Regions from separate parts of the Mus musculus genome. Here region 2 is linked to region 1. Evidence: chromatin contacts called from public HiChIP or PLAC-seq data. All regions are on one chromosome and are shown on one strand. The core of a region is the stretch at or near the end of the contact, and the rest is flanking DNA. Distances in the headings are between cores, read along the strand shown.

What was found. HiChIP or PLAC-seq counts read pairs in DNA pulled down with a chosen protein or histone mark.
Region 2: an H3K4me3 HiChIP or PLAC-seq map of bone marrow-derived macrophages shows a contact between it and region 1, with 3 times the contacts expected there. The contact joins the enhancer-like site here to the promoter of Dgkh in region 1. A contact is called at or near these places in 10 of 39 promoter capture datasets (the 3T3-L1 cell line, 3T3-L1-derived adipocytes, cancer-associated fibroblasts and 7 more), 1 of 15 datasets of contacts at CTCF or cohesin (CD8 T cells), 37 of 484 Hi-C or Micro-C datasets (the BV-2 cell line, CD4 T cells, LSK cells and 20 more), 14 of 115 datasets of contacts at active chromatin or transcription factors (bone marrow-derived macrophages, differentiating embryonic stem cells, embryonic forebrain and 7 more) and 3 of 9 other capture datasets (adipose tissue, liver and pancreatic islet).

What each region holds. Positions count from the first base shown.
Region 1 is chr14:78,731,301-78,734,329 of GRCm38.p6, forward strand. It overlaps Dgkh (diacylglycerol kinase, eta), which reads right to left and starts at 1,429. Exons shown (of 30, transcript NM_001081336.2): 1 at 1,058-1,429. The coding sequence starts at 1,117.
Region 2 is chr14:78,863,810-78,866,838 of GRCm38.p6, forward strand. All of the region lies in intron 1 of Vwa8 (von Willebrand factor A domain containing 8), which reads left to right. Among named protein-coding and RNA genes, the nearest start is that of Vwa8, 16 kb to the left of the region's middle. Within about 2 kb of position 1,507, at least 5 of the 459 cell types and tissues checked have an H3K27ac peak or open chromatin away from gene starts, as enhancers often do. A contact at or near this core is called in bone marrow-derived macrophages, where this site is marked.

The DNA of each region.
Region 1 (3,029 bases), core at 179-2,678:
AAAAGCAGTTGCAGATGGATCAAAGTCGAAGGACACTCCTGAAAGGTCAGGAAGCAGGAGGCAGCGAATCGTACCCTGGCAAACCGGCTGGAAGTCTATGGGTAAGAAAAGGAGAAGCAAGCCTGGCACCTGACCTACAAGCTCTCAACAGGCAGAGGGCCCGCCTGAGCAGACTCAGGAAGTCCCTGGGAAAACATCATCAGAACAGCACCGCAGCAAGGATGAAGCCAGAAATTTTGGACCAGGCTTTTGAGACGGTTCACAACGTCAATCAAAAAGGACTAAGAAATACGTAGATAGGGTATGCAGAGCCAAAATTCATTGCCCACTCAAGATTACAAGGGTCTACGCAGGACGGGGATTCCTGGGAGGAATCCCTGAAGGGATGGATGGATAACAGACGGCTCAGTTTGAGGTGCAAGAAATAAGTTAAAGGAGTTTAGGGAATAAATCCAAAGACCTCGACTCTTCTCACACGCAACACTCTGAGCCCCTAAAGTGACTCAATCTACGCGTGGCGTGTGCTGTGAGATCCAGGCGAAAGCGAAGTTAGCCGGTGGCTGGATCCCGGTCCAGGTCCCCTGACCCTCGGAACTGTTCAGGGCAGCCGCGGCCACTCGAGTCGGAGGCGTGGCTCTGGGCTTCTGGCAGCCACCAGCCTCCACAGGCGGCGGTCCTTGGGAACCTGCGTGCCCAGGTGACTGCCAGGGCGCGGTCAAGAGGTGAGCCCCGTCTCCTCCCGGCGCCACCCGCTGACCGCGCAACCCCGTCGCCTCCACTCCCCGGGCCGCCGCGCCACACTCGGGAATGAAGTGCAAAGTTGGGAAAAGGATGAAGCGCGGAAACGGTCCTCTAAGGACCGTCGCCAGAGGCCGACCGGACAAAGGCGCTTCGGGCGGCGAGCAAGGAGGAGCCCGGGCGCCGGAGGAAGCGCTGCCCCGGCTGGGAAGCAGCTGGGGACCTCATCCCGGACCGCTTCCTGAACGGAACATGGGCCGGGAGGGGGAGGCAGGGAGCAAGGACAAGCGGGAGGGGTGGGCGCGGGCGCGGTACCCACCGGTTCCTCCCAGGCCGGGCTCTGGGCTCCAAGCACGGGGCGCACGTGCTGAGGCTCCATCGCGCCGGCCCGCGCCCGCTGGCCGCCGGGGCGCACGGACACCGGCCCCCGCTGCCGCTGCCGCTGCCGCCGCCGCTGCCGCCGCCGCTGCCTGCGCCTCCCTCGCTGGGATCGCTGTCGCTGCCGCCGCCGCTGCCTGCGCCTCCCTCGCTGGGATCGCTGTCGCTGCCGCCCTGGCTCCTGCCCGGGGCCAGCCACGGGCCCTCCCGCGTTCTCTGGCTTCCGCCGCGCTCGCCCGCCCCCGCGCCGGTCCCTTCCTCCGCCACCGCCTCCGCAGCCGCCTGAGTCCCGCTCCACGGCGCGGCGGCGAGCGCTCGGCTCCTCAAGCCGCCGCCGCCTCCCACGGCCGCAGAATCCGCCCCTCTCTCTCTCCTGTCTCCGCCTCCGACTCCCTCCCCTTTTCTCCCGCCGTCCGCCCCTCCCCCAGCGGCCCCTCCCGGCGGGCGGCCCGGGACGCACGTGACCCCCCTGCCAGGCCATATAAGGCGCGGAACCGAAAGCAGCCACCGGGTGGTCACGGGCACCGGGCAGTGGTGCGGCTAAAAGAGGCAACCGCGCCGCGGGGCCCGGATCGCCAGAAGAATCGGGGGATGTCGGGGATGAGTAGCTTGCGCCGGACGAGCGGAACCTGGCACCCTTTCCCCTTGGCATCCCTCGCCACGGGTGCCTGTAGCCCCCGACGGCCGCCTCGGGAGCTAAACCTGGAGCCAATTGCCCAGGACAGTACCTGGCTTCAACAGAGCGAGGCTGCGCTTCGCACCCCTGAGCCACTCCCAAGCACCTATTCCGGCAGCTGAGATGTCTGGCTGGGCTGTCTGGGGAGCCCTGCTTTTGTTCATTTTCTATGGCTGAAAGATTTCGTGGAAAGAAAACCAGCTAAGGAGCCGGTCTGTGGTCCGCTGTGAGCGCTCTGCTCAAATTAGGGACAGGGGCAGTTCCGAGAGAGAGCTCAAATGTCAACTGTCTCTCCTGCTGCTCTCCGGGAAAAAGAAAATGAAAATTGCAACAAGCAATTTTTTAAATCATCTTTCCTGAAATCATCTTTACTGGCAGTGAAGATGGTTTCCATCTAGTTGCAAACCGAGCAGTGACTGCATTTGCATGGGTCATTTCCTCTCTCGTGGACTTCAGACTCCTGCCAGCACCATCTTCTGGCCCTTAGTCTGGTAGACAGATGAATTCACACGTTTTGAAACCGAAAAATCAAAACACTACTTGATCCAGCATGCTCCCACGTCATACTAATTTCCGAGGCTAATATTCCGCTGAAGCTACACTCATAAAGGTCACCTAAGGATTGTGGAGAGAGCTAAGCCACTGGATGGTTTCCAGCCCTCACTTTCTATAACTTGACTGACTAAATTTGCATTCCTGAATCTCTCCTTTAAATGGGCCCTTGGACTGTTGGGTCTTCTTTGTTAGTGACTATGCTTTGTTCAGTGGCCTCCAACCTGCTGCCTAAATAGCCTGTCCTTCATTTACTTTGAATGAGGTTTAAGTGGGGTGAGTGAGCAGTCTGACCATGCTGCGTTTACCTCAGCCCTGGGATCACAGCTGAACACTGGGGCTCACTCAAAACCAGCCCTTCATTCCATCTAGGTGAGCATTCTACCTGCCGACTGAGCTATCCCAGACCGGAAGCGAACTTCTCTTTTTCAAGCATATTGTTACTTTTTTTTTTTTTGACTTTTCTTTTTCACTTAGGTGTCTGTGTCTGTGTGTGGGTTTGCGCATATGAGTGCGAATTCTCATGGAGGCCAGAAGCATCCAGTAAGTATCCCTGGAGCTGGAGTTAGGAGGCACCCAGTGTGGGTGCTCCAAACCAAACGCCCTGTCCTCGGCAAGGCAAGGACAGTGTGTGCTCTTAATCACTGAGCCATCTCTCCAGCCCAGAAGCCAGCCAACTTCCTAA
Region 2 (3,029 bases), core at 257-2,756, 130 kb after region 1:
AACCCTGTCCTTCCCAAGCAGGTTTCGGTCACAGAGTTTATCATACCAATCGAAACCCTAACAGACATTCGGTGTCTAGTGAGCAGAGTGTGGCTGGAGTTGGATGAGTGAGAATAACTGGAGATGAGATCAGAGAGGAAATGCAGATTAGAAACACCCTTTCGAGGTCATTAACGGAACCCAGCATGATTTGTCTCTGACTGCATTTGGCTGTTATATTGCCTCCTTAGATGCTAGATGGTGAAGAACAAAGCCTAAAACAGTAGGCCTGTGGGGTGTTCGAGAGAAGGCTGCCTGGGACTACCATGGATTGTGTTGTAAGCGGAAAAGAAGGATCTTAAGTTGCCATTAGTACAGCTGGGAGTAGTTTTAGTGGAAAGATCAGATGTTCAGTTCTCACTACAGAGGAAAAACTTTCCTTCATTTTTAAACGTTTGTAAAGGCAATTGGAGATGTAGCTTCATTGGTAGAACACTTCTCAACATTTATAAAGCTTTGGGTTCAATCCCATTGCATAAACTGGATGAGGTGGTATGTGCCACAATGCCAGCACTCAAGAGGTGATTAGAATATTGGGTATGTAGACAGATGGAGGCCAGCCTGGCATATTTGAGACCCCATCTTAAGTAGCAACAGCAAAAAACCCTTAATCCCCAAAACAAACAGACAACTCCAACAACAAAACACCTCAATGAAGAGGTTATAGTATATAATCTTAACATTGCATGTGCTAACTTTATTATAAAGCTTTTAAAAACTTGTTTGAGATAGGGTCTCAGTATGTAGTATAGGCTGCCTTTGAACTCAGTCTTCCAGTTACAATTCCACAATATTAGGACTGTGAATACTTTATATGAAGAAGAATGAGGGAGAAAGGGAGGAGGTGACTCCCTGGCACTTGCTGCAGTAAAGGTCCCTGTGCTACATAGAGTCTCAGGAGTCTGCTTGGAGATGCTGAGTCTGCAGGTTCCACATGGTGGGCGCTGTGATGCTTCAAGAACTTCTGTGATAAGAAGGAAGAAAAAGTGGCCTATGGGGATGTCCTAGTGGATTGTGGAGGAAGTTTGCAACCCTCATGATTTTTTTCAGTGTGTTTTGCCATGGCCCCTTCTGGCAGCTAACATTAGACCTGAAAGGATTTACCATTGGGTAGACTGGCTTTTCTTCTCTCAGTTTTTCCTGTGTCTTTAATAAATTATATCATCTATAAAAAACAATTTTCTGGCCGGGTGTGGTGGCGCACACCTTTAATCCCAGCACTTGGGAGGCAGAGGCAGGCAGATTTCTGAGTTCGAGGCCAGCCTGGTCTGCAGAGTGAGTTCCAGGACAGCCAAGGTACACAGAGAAACTCTGTCTCAAAAAAACAAAAACAAAATAAAACAAAACAAGAAAACCCCAACATTTTAAGTCTCAGATTTTCTCATTTTAAGGCTCTGTTTTAGAGGGTTATTTTGAGACTATAAAGGACTTGAAGGAAGGAAGTGTTGAACAAGTGTTAGCTGTCTTTGTCATTACCACAGCCTGTGGTTCTGGTGTCCAGTGTACCTCAGCAGCTCTGAACTAGCCAGGCTGAGGGATGAGCACTGGAATAACTATTTTTTTCTGCATGTCTTTGAGACCTTTCTAGACAAAGTTCTAGATGCCAGGACTTTGCCAATTTGGCTCTTGGAGAGAGCAAAGTAGAGGGAAATTGACTTAGGCCTGCACTGTAGTCAGAGATTAACATTCCTTACAAAACAGAACTCTGTAGAAGTTGTTGAGACCTTTCTTTCCCTCGTTTTATCTAGAAGTTCTCACAGTTTGTTTATGGTATTTGGTCTGACTTCTGTTTATTATCTAGAAATAGTGAATTTTGAGGGTAGGCTGTTGAGAACTTGATTTTGTAAAAGATCTGAACAAATGTGAAATCTGTCCTACTGGTGTTTTGGATGATTTCATTAGTTAATTGTTCTCTTCATTGTAATCCAAATGCTGGGCACAGGCAATTTAAGGCAGGAACAATTTATTTTGCTTATATGATTTCAGAGGGCTCAGTCTGTCACTGTGTGGGAGCCGCCTAGCCTTCATTGAGGTGGGTGGGGAAACAGCTGGGGAAAGATACCTCAAAGACACACCAAATAATGTGCTTCCTCTAGTAAGGACTCATCTAAAGTTTCTAGAATCTCCCCAAATAGGACTGCTACTTGGGGACCAAATGTTCACATCATGAACCCATGGTGAACATTAAAAGATTTCATAAAATTGTGCCCTTGTTCCCAAAGGCTCATTGCCATCTCACGAGTATAGTGCATTTAGTTAATATCTAAGAGTGCCTTCAATCTTGACACTTCCAGTATTATTCCAGAGCCCAAATTCAAAGTCTCTTCTGATACTCTGGTCAAACTCAGCTGAATCTCTGTAAAATTAAAAAGAAAATCATATGCTTTTAATATACAATGGCATATTCTAAGAAGGAGGAGTGGGCGATTACCATTGGAAGGTTAAACTAAAGCCAAGACCATGGAAGTCAATTTGTGCACATAGCCGTGCTGTCTAGAGTCTGGCGTACTTGGGGAGCTCAGCCCCTGTGGCTTGGCTGAGCCATCTCATCTCTCCAGCCCTTCCTAGGCCTCCTTGTATAAGCAGAGTGTCCCAGCAGTTCCATCTTCTTTAGGGAAAGTCTTTCAAAGGAGGTTTTACATCAACACAGTGGAACTTAGAGCAGAAGTTCCTCTAATTCCTGAAACACCCTCAAGGCACCTATGGTCTTGGTTTCTTTTTAATTGTCCATTTTTCTTTTACTACCTACTCCTGACTTGAGATGTAGCTCAGTGGTAGAGCGCTTACTTAGCAAGTAAGAGGCCTTTAATTCAATCCCTAGTATAAGTCCATTCCCCCCCTGCCCCCTCCTTCCACTCCCACCATGTGCTAAGGACTGGAATATAGCTGTATGGTAGAGTTCATGCCTGAGTCCTGGTTTCATCCTCAGTGGAATTGGCAGAGAAAAACAAAACCAGCCATATGCTTTTTTTTTTTTTTTTTTTTCCTGA